Linked DNA regions of Mus musculus: regions 2, 3 and 4 are each linked to region 1. The links are chromatin contacts, called in public HiChIP or PLAC-seq maps. All regions are on one chromosome and are shown on one strand. Each heading gives the region's core, a stretch centred on a gene start, on an enhancer-like site or on the middle of the called end of the contact. The rest is flanking DNA. Distances are from core to core; before and after follow the strand shown.

Region 1 (2,700 bases), core at 163-2,662:
TCACTGCAAATGTCTGCAACTTCCACAAGTACTCTACACCTATGAAATAAAACCATTCTAGTAACAATTAAAGCTGTTATGAAAAACTAGGGGTGCAGTTAGAATTTTTCTTTGACTGCAAACTTACAGAAATGGGATCTGCAATTCTTGTGCCACGTGAAGCCTGAACTTTCCTGATCTTTTCTCTTGAAAGGTCTATTCTTGATACTGCCAATGAAAATAACCACCTCATAGAGGCGAGGAGGTTGGTTACGTGTAAAAGTGTTTCCAGAAGTCAGAAATATTTTAAACAAATGAGGAAGTTAAGATAGAGCACCCAGGGAACAAAAGCGAAACAGCCATTTACTACAGCAAAAGTAAACTGAGTTTTCAAGTCGAAATACTCACCAGCTTAATTTCCAGTCGGGTTTTTGTTTGTTTGTTTGTTTTTCCTTGATATTAAGTAGTGACAGTTTTCTGGATGCAAAACCACAGACGCATCCAATCCGAGCGACTTCGCGTTCGTTCAGACCCCGGAGACGCCTTCGACTCAGTTTTTCAACAGGTGGTGGTGGGGAAACAGTTCCTGGGCTTGCACCCTATTTTCCCGGTGGCGCCGGGAAGTCATGTCTTTACTGTAAAACACAAAAAACAAACAGAAAGGGAAGATGGTGGAGGGGCGGGAAAGGCAGGGCGCAGGCCCGCGGCAGAGCGGCTCGGGCCACGCTCTGCACACAGGTGTCTGTCTCTCTCCGCCTTCCGTGCGCGATCCCGAAGCTCCAGCCAGCCCCACGCCAGCTCGGCTCGCACGCCCCGGGGCGGGTGGCCCGGCGGCCCGCGCGCTCCGCAGGCCCGAGGCTCCGGTGGGGGCGGGGAAGGCGGGCGCGGGCCGCCGGACGTCTAGACAGCCTCCTCCCGCCGCGCCGGCCGAGGTGGCGCCCCGGCGCCGCGACCCCGCCTGCGGGCCGGGGCCGGGGCCGAGGCCGCGTCCCAGCCGCCCTCGGAGGGCCCCGGAGAAGTCCGCCGCACCGCCGCCGACTCCGTGGCTGTCCCCGGGGAGGGGGCGGCGGGCGCCGGCCGAGGCCGTCGCTGTCAGGCTGGCCCGGCTCCTTCCTCCTCCACCTCCGGCCCCGCCCCCGGTTCCCTCGCCCGGCCCGAAGGCCTGGGCTCGCCGCCCGCACCAACGGCCAAGCCCACCTTCCGCCTTCCCAGCTCTTCGGGACCGTAGGAGCGGGCCGCCGTTAGGGGAAGTGCACGAGCCCTCGCCAGGAAGGAAGAGAGGAGGAAGAAAGGGCAGAGCAACGGGATGAAGGAGATCCCGTTGCGGCCGCCGCTGCTTCCGCCGCTGCTTCAGCCGCTGCTCCTGCCGCTGCCACCGCCGTCGCCGCCGCCCGAGCGAGCTCCGCCGCGGCCGCCGTGTCCCCTGCCGCGCCCCGTCCTCCGGCGCGCCCTATGGCAGGGCTCGTAGGCGGTCCTCAGCAACCGCCGAGTAGTGTGGACCAACAGATGGCAGGCCTGGCAAACAGACGGCTAGTGTAACCAATAGGAAGGTAGGGCGGGCATGCCTATGATTGGCGGTGTCCTTCCTCCAGTGAAAACTGGGGGCGTGGGTGGGCGGAGCCGGAAGTAGAGCCCAGGCGAGTAGCCCTGTCCGGCTGGGGCGGAGGGAAAGGGGGAGGGAACTAGAGGAGGAGGAGGAGGTTAGCTGAGGCAGCGGCGGCGGCAGCGGCGGCGGCGGCGGCGGCGCAGGGGCTGGGTACGCGCTGGGCGGCGAGAGCCTCATGGCGGAGGAAGAGAGCGACCAAGAGGCCGAGCGCCTCGGAGAAGAGCTCGTGGCCATTGTGGAGTCCCCCCCGGGCCCAGTGGGGCTCCTAGCTGCGGGCGACGGCAGAGGGGGGGCCGGCGGCGGCGGCTGTGGCGGCGGCGTCGGGATCAGCAGCCGGGATTACTGCCGACGCTTCTGTCAGGTGAGGCGCCCGTCGGCCGCTCCGACTTGTCACTGGGCTCCCGGGCCTCTGCGTGGCTCCTGGCCTGCTGGCCCAGGTCTCTGCGTCGTGTCCGGGACCGGTCCTCCGGCGGGACGGAGAGGGAGTCTGGGAAGCCCCGGTCCCCTCTCTGCACCGCTCCGAGCTCGGCGATGGGGACGACGGGGAGTGGGGTTGGGGGTGACTTGCGGACTTGGAGGTGAGGAGAAAGTGAGTTTGTCGCGGCGGCGGTGGTGGTGGTGGGCTGGGAGCTGGACGGTCAACTGGAAAGCACCCCGTCCTGACATGCCTGTGCCTCCCTGCAGACCCTCTTCGTACCCCAGGGTCCCGCCTTTCTCAGGTTCACTACCCGGTCCCTCTCACTTCTGCTGGGCTCTCCCGTCTTTCTCTGTTACCCAGGTTCCCCCGCATTCTCTTTTTCAGAGACGCCAAGCATGCTATCACCCCACTGCCTGCCCTCCTGTCATCGCCACCCCTCCCCCTCTGCTAGGGTCGCCTGTCATTCCCTCACTAGGTCCCTCTGGACCAGTTCTTCCGTTGGCCTTGGCACTGTCCCACCGTTAGCTACTCCCCTCCCCCACCAGGTGTGTGTGTGTTGGGAGGGGGGGTGTTTTCCGTGTGGAACCTTATAGGAGTGATTGTCATCTTTCCCTTTTTTTGACCCCCTTCTCTGACAAGCACACTGTTTCCTAATTGTCTGACTACAGAGAAAGTCGTTTTTCCTGAAACTATTGCC
Region 2 (2,700 bases), core at 150-2,649, 620 kb before region 1:
GTCACTACAAACAATAAAATTTTGCCTTTCACCATAGGTATCAGTAAAAAATTCTTAAACTTTGAAAACCTGTGAATTCTTTGCTTTATAAATGTACTGATCTTAAAGAGTGGCCTCTTAACATGTATATTGCTTATTTTTTTATGGGTTAATTTTGATTTTCTTTAAAAAAACATGAAATCTAATATAACTTCTAGTTCTTACTCTGCTGTCCATCCTTCTGTTGACACATTTAAATCATTTGTAAATGCATTGATCCCATTTCAGCATTTTATATTAGATATTTCATTTTTATAATTTTATAAATATGCTTTGTAGTGTTTAATCTGGATCCTGATATGAAATCTCAGCAAAACATGGACTCAAGATAGAACCATTTCAAAAGTAAATCCTATTTTTTTTCTCTTCCAAATTATATGAATCTGAGAGACATGAAAAAGATTTCAACATGCCACCTGCTGGATGGTCCCTGGTGATAAATTCTCTTGTTGTTGATACATGGGATTGAAGTCTCACATGTTTTATGCTCTCTCAAATCTGTTGCCTAATTTGTTCATTTGACCTTAAGCCCCAGTGAGGAACCTGGGTGGAATTCTCAGGATTTACTGGACAGTTTACTTGAGTTGTCAGTGAATATGCATCTTAGCCTTAGACAACCTGCAGATAGTTTATCATGTTGATAACCCTCTTTGCCTTCTCTATATCCCATGAAAAGAGGAACAGATTATTCATATTTCTGCCTGGTTATGTCTGTGCCATATGCTCATAATAGTGGCACACTCAGTGCATATGCTGTAATATGTTTTGTGTTGCTTATTTTCCTTTTTAAAAACATTTTATTGAATATTTTATGTATTTACATTTCAAATGTGATCCCCTTTCCCTGTTCTACCTCTGCAACTCCTGTCTCTTACCCCCTCCCCCTACTTCTATGAGGATGCTCCCTCTCCCACCCAATCCCACCTCACCACCCTGGCATTCCCCTACACTGGGGAATTGAGCCTTCACGTGACCAAGGGTTTCCCCTCCTATCGATGCTAGACAATGGTATCCTCTGCTACATATGCAGCTGAATTCATGGTGGTTTTGCTACCTTGAAGACTCCATTTCTCTTGGCTTGGCTCAGACAATTTAATAATTATCTTAAAAATATTTTTCTCAACTGCCTGAACCCATCCAACTTTAATAAATTGCATTATGTTTTCTAGCTTCATAGCAAGTTGTGTATTCTAGCTTCCTTCCTAAAAATCTCTCATACCTGAGCCTTAAAAACATCGACACAAATGTTGGATATAGAAGCCACAAGAGGAGGGAAGGAAACATATGTTTGTGATTAAGAACACAGACTCTGGAGCCTGCGAATTCTATTTCTGTGTTTTACTGGCCCTGCGATGATTACTTAACCTCTCCATGTCATTTTCTGATATATAAAAGCAGAAGTAATGACAATGTATTCCCCATATGATTTAATATTGTTTAAACACTTGAAATTAAACCTGGCTCACAAGAAGTCCTATGACCATGTTACTTAAGATTTTATTATACGCTGAGACACAGTATGATAGTAATAAATAATGAATTCTGAAAGTTAAGAGTCTGACCTAAAGTCTCGGGTATGTTCTTTCTGAACTATGTGCCCTTTAAAACTGGTTAAACTTTCTCTACTGCCAATTTCCTTCTTTGTTTTAGCTAATGGTGAGTAATGAAAAAAATAATATTGTTTGTGAGCATGGTGTGGTAGATGGTGAATGCCAAAAAATATTAATAATTTTGTGATGAATTGGAATTAGAAAAGTTTCAAATGTGTTTTCTATAATTCTGAGAAGGGAAATATGTTGAATTTTATCTCATGAGTGAAGACAGGGTAAAGCTGGAAGACAGATCAAAATAGATATGGATTAAATATTTCTGAGTAGAGATTTCAACTAGGAATTGAACATGCATCTTACAAAAGTGGTCTTATCTAAATTAAAATTGTAGAAACCATCACCATAGTAATGATATTTGCAGCCACAAGAGGAAAAAAAAAAAAAAAACAGTCCTCTGATGATAAAATGGAGGTTGGGTAAGTGGAAGGATTGTTTTGTGTTATCTTGGGGAATTCTGAATTTTGAAGTTAAATTGAGAAGACAGAACCAGAAAATGAGACAGAAAACCTGACGGTAGAGGTACACAAATAGGTAAGCAAGAAAGCCAGGCAGGCGTGGAACCCTAGAGCCTACAGGAGGGCAATTCTTTTGCAGAAAAGAGAAGTGTTATTTGTCAAAAGCTCCTTTGCAGGCAATCTTAATGGGAGCGCAAAAGTTCTCCTTGTGTTTCATCACTTGAAGTTTGACAGCTGGTTTGGGGAGATTGATGGTGATGGAAGTTAATTTGAAAAAGAAAGTAAGGAAGTGGGCATAGTGACTTGGAGCATTTTAGAGTGATTGACTGAGAAAGGAAGCAGACAAATTCAGATTATAACTGGCCAGAAATTATGAACTGAGGCATAAAGCTTTGAACGCAAATTCTGCTACAATATATGTGTAAACTGCTGCATGGCTAAAAACATAACAGTAAAGAAATACAGCATTTCAAAAGCAGAGGAGATTGGCTATGAATAATATGTGGAATAAATTGCCACTGGTGGCTGGGACAGAGATTTCTTTACTAGGAAAGGTAAGATATTGAGTTCAAATACTGTTAGCTTATAGATTTGGA
Region 3 (2,700 bases), core at 185-2,684, 560 kb before region 1:
AGATCCACAAGGGGACATTGCAACTCTTTACATCTATACACCAACCATAAGGGCACTAGAGTTATAAAAAGAAACACTACCACACTTCAATCATTAATGTTGTCGATTTGGTCTAATGCTACTTATATTATGTTAATTTGGTCCCCCAAATTACAAGGAAATCAGCACATCTACATGTAAGATGTTGAGGGACCCTGCTCCTAGTAGATTGGTAAATAAAGCTCCTGGAAGCTAATGGCTAGGCTGGGAGGCAGAGGCAGGACTTTTAGGATTCCTGGGCAAGGGAGTGATGGAAGAGGATAGGAGATAATCATCATACAGGGAGAGGAATAGCTGCCAGACCTGAGAACTACAGAACAGAGAGATAGCCAGCATGTAAGAGGCAGGGACTGTGGTCCAGGAGGGCTGCAGGTCTGGGACCAGGGCAGCAAAGATGGAATATAGGTTTTAGTCAGTAATAGCTCAGGAGCATTGGAGTGGAGAATGTGCTGGCCGCATGGATGTTTGGAAGTGGCCCAACCATTGAGCTGTTTAAAGTATGTTAAAATATATGACTGTGATTAATTGATTACTACAGCATATTGACTTTCACATATGGATAGCAGGAGACCTCAATACTACACTTTAACCAAAGGACAGATCATTCAGACAAAGCCAAAAATAAAAAATGCTAGAACTAACTGACATTATAAGCCAAATAGAAGTAACTGATTTCTACAGAAAATTTTATCCAAACGCAAATGTGTATGTATTCTTCTCAGAAGCTTATGGAACTTTGCATCAAGTGGACCACATACTCAGAAACAAGACTCAATAGAGAGAAGAATATTGAAATAACATTACACACACTATCTGATTATAATCAATTAATACTATTGGATATAAAAAACAACCAACATAAACACCAGAATGCTTACAAATTGATGGAAAATGAGCAACTCTGTGTTAAAAGAAAAATAGAAATTAAGGAAAAATTAAATATTTTTTTCTACAAAGGAGTGAAAATTTATGGGACTGCATGAAATGAAAGGGACCATCCTTTGAGCAAAGCATCAGCCTATAGAAGAGGGAAACATTTTTACCAACTACACGCCCAAGAGAGGGCTAATAGTGAATATTTTTTTAAGAACTCAAAAATTAGATAACAAGAAAACAATGCAATTTAAAACTGGGGTACATATTTAAACAGAGTAATCTCAAAAGAGGAAACTCAAATGGCTGAGAAACACGTAAAGAAATGTTCAACATCCTTAGTCATCAGGGAAATGAAAAACAAAACTACTTTTAGATTTCATCTAATAAGCAGCAGAATGGCTACAATGGAAAAAAAATGGGACAACTCATCGTGGCAAGGATGGGAAGCAACATTCATCCGTGCCTGGCTTACTTGTTTGGAAACCATCGAAATCAGTGTGGCAGTTCCTCAAGAATGAGAGTAATGATCTACTTCAAAATCTAGCTATACCACTATTGGACATGTGCCCAAAGAACACATCATCCTGCTATAGAGACACTTGCTCAACCCTGCTTATTCCTGCTCTATTCTTAATAGCCCAAAACTGTAAACAACTTAGCTTTCCTTCAACAGAAGAACAGATAAAGAATATATGGTACATTTACATAATGGAATATTATTAAGGCAATAAAAAACAAATCATGAAATTCCCAGGTAAATGAATAGATCTAGAAGAACAACATCCAGAGTGAGGTAACCTAGACCCAGAAAGGAAAATATGGTTTGTTCACTTATATGTGAATGCTTGCTGTTAAGTCAAGTTGGAATCCATAAAACCATAGAGGATTGATATAAAAGAAAGTTTAGAGGGGCACAGATAGATCTCCCTAAGGAAAAAAATAACATAAATAGCTATGGATGGATGAGAGAATACTAGAATAGGAGGATCAAGTGGAGACAGGGGTGGGGTGGGGAAATGGTGACTGTCTTAGTAAGGGTTTGTATTCCTGCACAAACATCATGACCAAGAAGGAAGTTGGTAAGGAAGACATTTATTTGGCTTACATTTCCAAGTTGCTGTTCATCACCAAAGGAACTCACAACAGAAACTCACACAGGGCAGGAACTTAGAGGCAGGAGCAGATGCAGAGGCCATGAAGGGGTGCTGCTTACTGGATTGCTTCCCCATGCTTGCTCAGCTTGCTTTCATATAGAACCTAGGATGACCAGCCCAGGGATGGCACCACCCACAATGAGCTGGGCTCTCCCACCCTTGATTGCTAATTGAGAAAATACCTTACAGCTGGATCTCATGGAGGTATTTCCTGTCTCTGTGGTAACTCCAGCTTGTGACAAGTTGACACAGAAAACCAGCCAGTTCAGGGACCAATGAGGAAAGACTGGGAGAGACAGCTAAAATTAAGGGCCATTTGAGGCAAAGTACAGACACATAATATAGTAGGAGCTTTCTAAAACAGATACATGCATGACAGGAATCTAAATGAAATCTCCAAATAATTGGGAGACAGAACCCTAACTGCCCATTTCATGTCACCAAATGAGATTTCCAGTACTAGTATTGCCTCATATCCACTGAAGATTTTGGCCAAAGGAGTCCCATGGGAACCTCCAAACATTCCTAGCTTTTACCAAGACTGTATGTTGTTCTCCAGAAAGTGATGACAAGATGCTATTGCTGAAGCAACTACTACACATCTCATTGAACATGGAGAAGTCTAACAAGT
Region 4 (2,700 bases), core at 46-2,545, 960 kb before region 1:
CCAGGTCCCTTTTACCAACATTTTCAGTCTCTTGGCTGGGTGGGGCCCAGGCATGCAGATACTCCTGGCTACCTTGGGCTAAGAAACACAAGTCCACTGAAGAACACCAGAAGGCTCTGTGCTTTGTTAGGAATAGAAAGTCAATGAAGAGCCTTTTGAGAATCCCTGTCTAAATCACAGCCGCAGGGAGAAAGGCAATGGATAAATTCTAGGAACACTGAATGTGTCTTACATCCGACCAGTGTTCCACCCTCAAAGTCCCAGTACTGTCCCAGTCCCAGCTCTGTGAGCTCCCTTCTCAGGTACCCTCTGCTACCTCAGTTACATACTTCTGCCACTTACTCCAGAAAACGCTGAAATACTTTACTTGCCCAAGGAAACAAAGTATTTGAGTTAAAAGTTTACTCACACAGTCCTAAGACAGATGCCTTTCGTGAGCTTCAGGGAACTGAGTCCTAAGGACCAGCGAAGCTGGGAGCAAGAGTCTCTGAGTTCAGGTGACACAGCTCAAATAAGCCCCCGGCCAGGTAAAACCTTTCCAAGGATCCCAGCCCTGCCATGCTCAGTTCTGCCCTTCCGGGAGTGTCTTTTTCTTCCTATGGTTCCCAGCAAGTCCTAAAGCATCTTTCACGCCTCGGGACCCGGCGGGGCACGGCATGAGCCTGACACCGATACCCGGTGCCCCTCGTCCCCGCCCCCGGAAGGCTGCCGGGCTGGTGACTCACCTGCTGGCCAGGTTGGGGAGCCGGATGATAGCAGGCTGTAGGGCAGGTTGCAGCTGCCACAGGGTTGGGCAGATACTGGGGCGCTCCATACGGCTGGGGGTGATACATCACCTCCGCACAACTCATGGCAGCGGGGCCAGCGGCGGCCCCGGAGTCGCCGCCGCCGCTCTAAGCGCTGGCGCAAGGGGCGCCACCGCCACCGCCGCCGCAGCTGCTGTCCGCGTCGCTGAACCAGCTGCTACTGCGGCTAAGGCGGGTCCTCGGCGGCCTCGGGCTCCGCGCCGGGAGCGAGCTCGGGAGGGGTTGGCAATCAGCGGCGGCCCATGCGCGGGCACCTTCATTTTCAGCCCCTCCGGGTGCCCCCTCTGCTCGCGCTTATATAGCGACGGGACGACGCTGCAGCCCGCCCCGCGGCAGGAGCATGACAGCGCTGGGCTCAGGCTCAGGCAACCGCATCCGAGACAGGAGCGTACTCCGCAGTACCAGCAGCAGCTGCTACCCAGTCCGGGCTAGGGCCGCTCCAGGAGAGCAGCAGTGCTTTTGCATACACACAATGCACGCCCGGGACTCGTCCTATCACTAGCGCGGGCGGCTGGGCGAGGACCGGGAGGCGGGGGCAGGGTAGCCGGAATGTGGGGAGGCGGGGTGCTTGCCTCCCCAGCTCTCAGGAGCAGTTTATCAGAAAAGTTCCATCAACTCAGGTCCACAGCGGGCGGGTCGCCCAGCAGGGGGACCCTGGGGAGGGCGGCTGCGGATTGGAGCGAAGTTTGCAGCCCTCTCCGCCTCCGGGCCCAGTGATGCTGGTGGGAGGAGATTGGTATGCGAGAGGCTCCGCGCCCTCAAAACTCCAAGGTTCCCCACCCAGTCTCAGTCACCTGGCGGCCTGGACAGAGTTGCCCAAGTTCTGGGAGTTTTTTCAGAGAGCATCAACTCCGATGGTGCTAGAACCCGATTAGAGGAAAGCCAAGTGTAAATAAAGAGAGTTATAAAACAGGCCGGGGGAAAAATATGGGCTTAGTTCCTCCATTAAAAATAGACCAAAGTGAAAGTTAACAGTGCCTTGAAGTGCCCACAGGCTAACAATAGTTGTTTCCTTGCAACATCTTCACTTAAAAGGCACATCTTGGTGGATTGGCATCCTGGCGATGTATATATATCTTTCCTGGCCTTTATAAGCTGGCTTGAATACAGCAAGAGCAAATAATTGGCTACCATTTTAATGTCTTGTTTATATGCATGTAGCTTAAAACCTTCTACAAATTGAAATAAAAAATTGTTTTTAAAAATATAGTTATACTCCAGTGAAATCATCAAATCTAACTCAATCAACCTTTACCTGTCTGACAAACAGAAAATTTTCAGTAAGGACCAAAAGGCCTAGTCTTTTTCAAAAGAAATGTCTCTTTCTTTGTCGAATGCATTAATGTTGCATAGAGTAAATCACACACACACACACACAAACCAAAGATCATACTTTGAAGCCATTATGCCCTCCCACCAGGACCACCTCTGTTTTGGGGAACAGTTCATGTGTGTGGGCATGTCAATATCTCCCCTAACACTCACACCAAGATTGTGTTTGGTATTTTGTTATGCCATAATGGAATTTCTTCACTCATTCATTATTTTTATCAATCAAGTCTTAAAATATGACTATTAAGAGTTTATGTAGGCCCACCAAAAAAAAAAAAAAAAAAAAAAGAAAGAGAGAGAGAGAGAGAGAGTTTATGTAGTTCAGATTTTAAACTGTACTCTTTCTGGTAGAACTTACTTTATGTGATTATAACTCCTTTGTCCCAAGTTGATATAGCCTGGTTAGACCCTTTTCCAGTGATCTATGCTCATGGTTACAGCTTCTCTCCAGGCAGTTCTGCGAGGTACAGTCATAACAACAGCCACCACCCACATTCCAATCTGAACTTTGTCTAATGGTGTCTGTCACAGATAATAAAACTCCACCTCCCAGCTGAACTGG

Evidence for each region. HiChIP or PLAC-seq counts read pairs in DNA pulled down with a chosen protein or histone mark.
Region 2: an H3K4me3 HiChIP or PLAC-seq map of craniofacial prominence shows a contact between it and region 1, with 6 times the contacts expected there. The contact joins the enhancer-like site here to the promoter of Cggbp1 in region 1. A contact is called at or near these places in 15 of 39 promoter capture datasets (the 3T3-L1 cell line, 3T3-L1-derived adipocytes, the C10 cell line and 9 more), 1 of 484 Hi-C or Micro-C datasets (B cells), 12 of 115 datasets of contacts at active chromatin or transcription factors (the 230-238 cell line, the NIH/3T3 cell line, astrocytes and 8 more) and 1 of 9 other capture datasets (adipose tissue).
Region 3: a contact with region 1 is called in an H3K4me3 HiChIP or PLAC-seq map of bone marrow-derived macrophages, with 4 times the contacts expected there. The contact joins the enhancer-like site here to the promoter of Cggbp1 in region 1. A contact is called at or near these places in 6 of 39 promoter capture datasets (the C10 cell line, hippocampal neurons, neural stem cells and 2 more) and 4 of 115 datasets of contacts at active chromatin or transcription factors (bone marrow-derived macrophages, embryonic forebrain and epiblast stem cells).
Region 4: a CTCF HiChIP or PLAC-seq map of the NIH/3T3 cell line shows a contact between it and region 1, with 5 read pairs. The contact joins the promoter of Vgll3 here to the promoter of Cggbp1 in region 1. A contact is called at or near these places in 5 of 39 promoter capture datasets (the 3T3-L1 cell line, 3T3-L1-derived adipocytes, hippocampal neurons and 1 more), 1 of 15 datasets of contacts at CTCF or cohesin (the NIH/3T3 cell line), 1 of 484 Hi-C or Micro-C datasets (embryonic stem cells) and 1 of 9 other capture datasets (adipose tissue).

The regions. Positions count from the first base shown.
Region 1 is chr16:64,850,713-64,853,412 of GRCm38.p6, reverse strand. It overlaps Cggbp1 (CGG triplet repeat binding protein 1), which reads right to left and starts at 1,412. Exons shown (of 3, transcript NM_178647.3): 1 at 1,177-1,412; 2 at 388-614. Zfp654 (zinc finger protein 654) reads left to right here and starts at 1,690. Exons shown (of 9, transcript NM_001347245.1): 1 at 1,690-1,946. The coding sequence starts at 1,761.
Region 2 is chr16:65,469,525-65,472,224 of GRCm38.p6, reverse strand. No RefSeq gene overlaps it. Among named protein-coding and RNA genes, the nearest start is that of Pou1f1, 50 kb to the left of the region's middle. Within about 2 kb of position 1,399, at least 13 of the 459 cell types and tissues checked have an H3K27ac peak or open chromatin away from gene starts, as enhancers often do. A contact at or near this core is called in bone marrow-derived macrophages, craniofacial prominence, hematopoietic stem and progenitor cells and 1 more, where this site is marked.
Region 3 is chr16:65,415,100-65,417,799 of GRCm38.p6, reverse strand. No RefSeq gene overlaps it. Among named protein-coding and RNA genes, the nearest start is that of Pou1f1, 100 kb to the left of the region's middle. Within about 2 kb of position 1,434, at least 1 of the 459 cell types and tissues checked has an H3K27ac peak or open chromatin away from gene starts, as enhancers often do. A contact at or near this core is called in bone marrow-derived macrophages, where this site is marked.
Region 4 is chr16:65,813,784-65,816,483 of GRCm38.p6, reverse strand. It overlaps Vgll3 (vestigial like family member 3), which reads right to left and starts at 1,295. Exons shown (of 4, transcript NM_001368760.1): 1 at 726-1,295. The coding sequence starts at 851.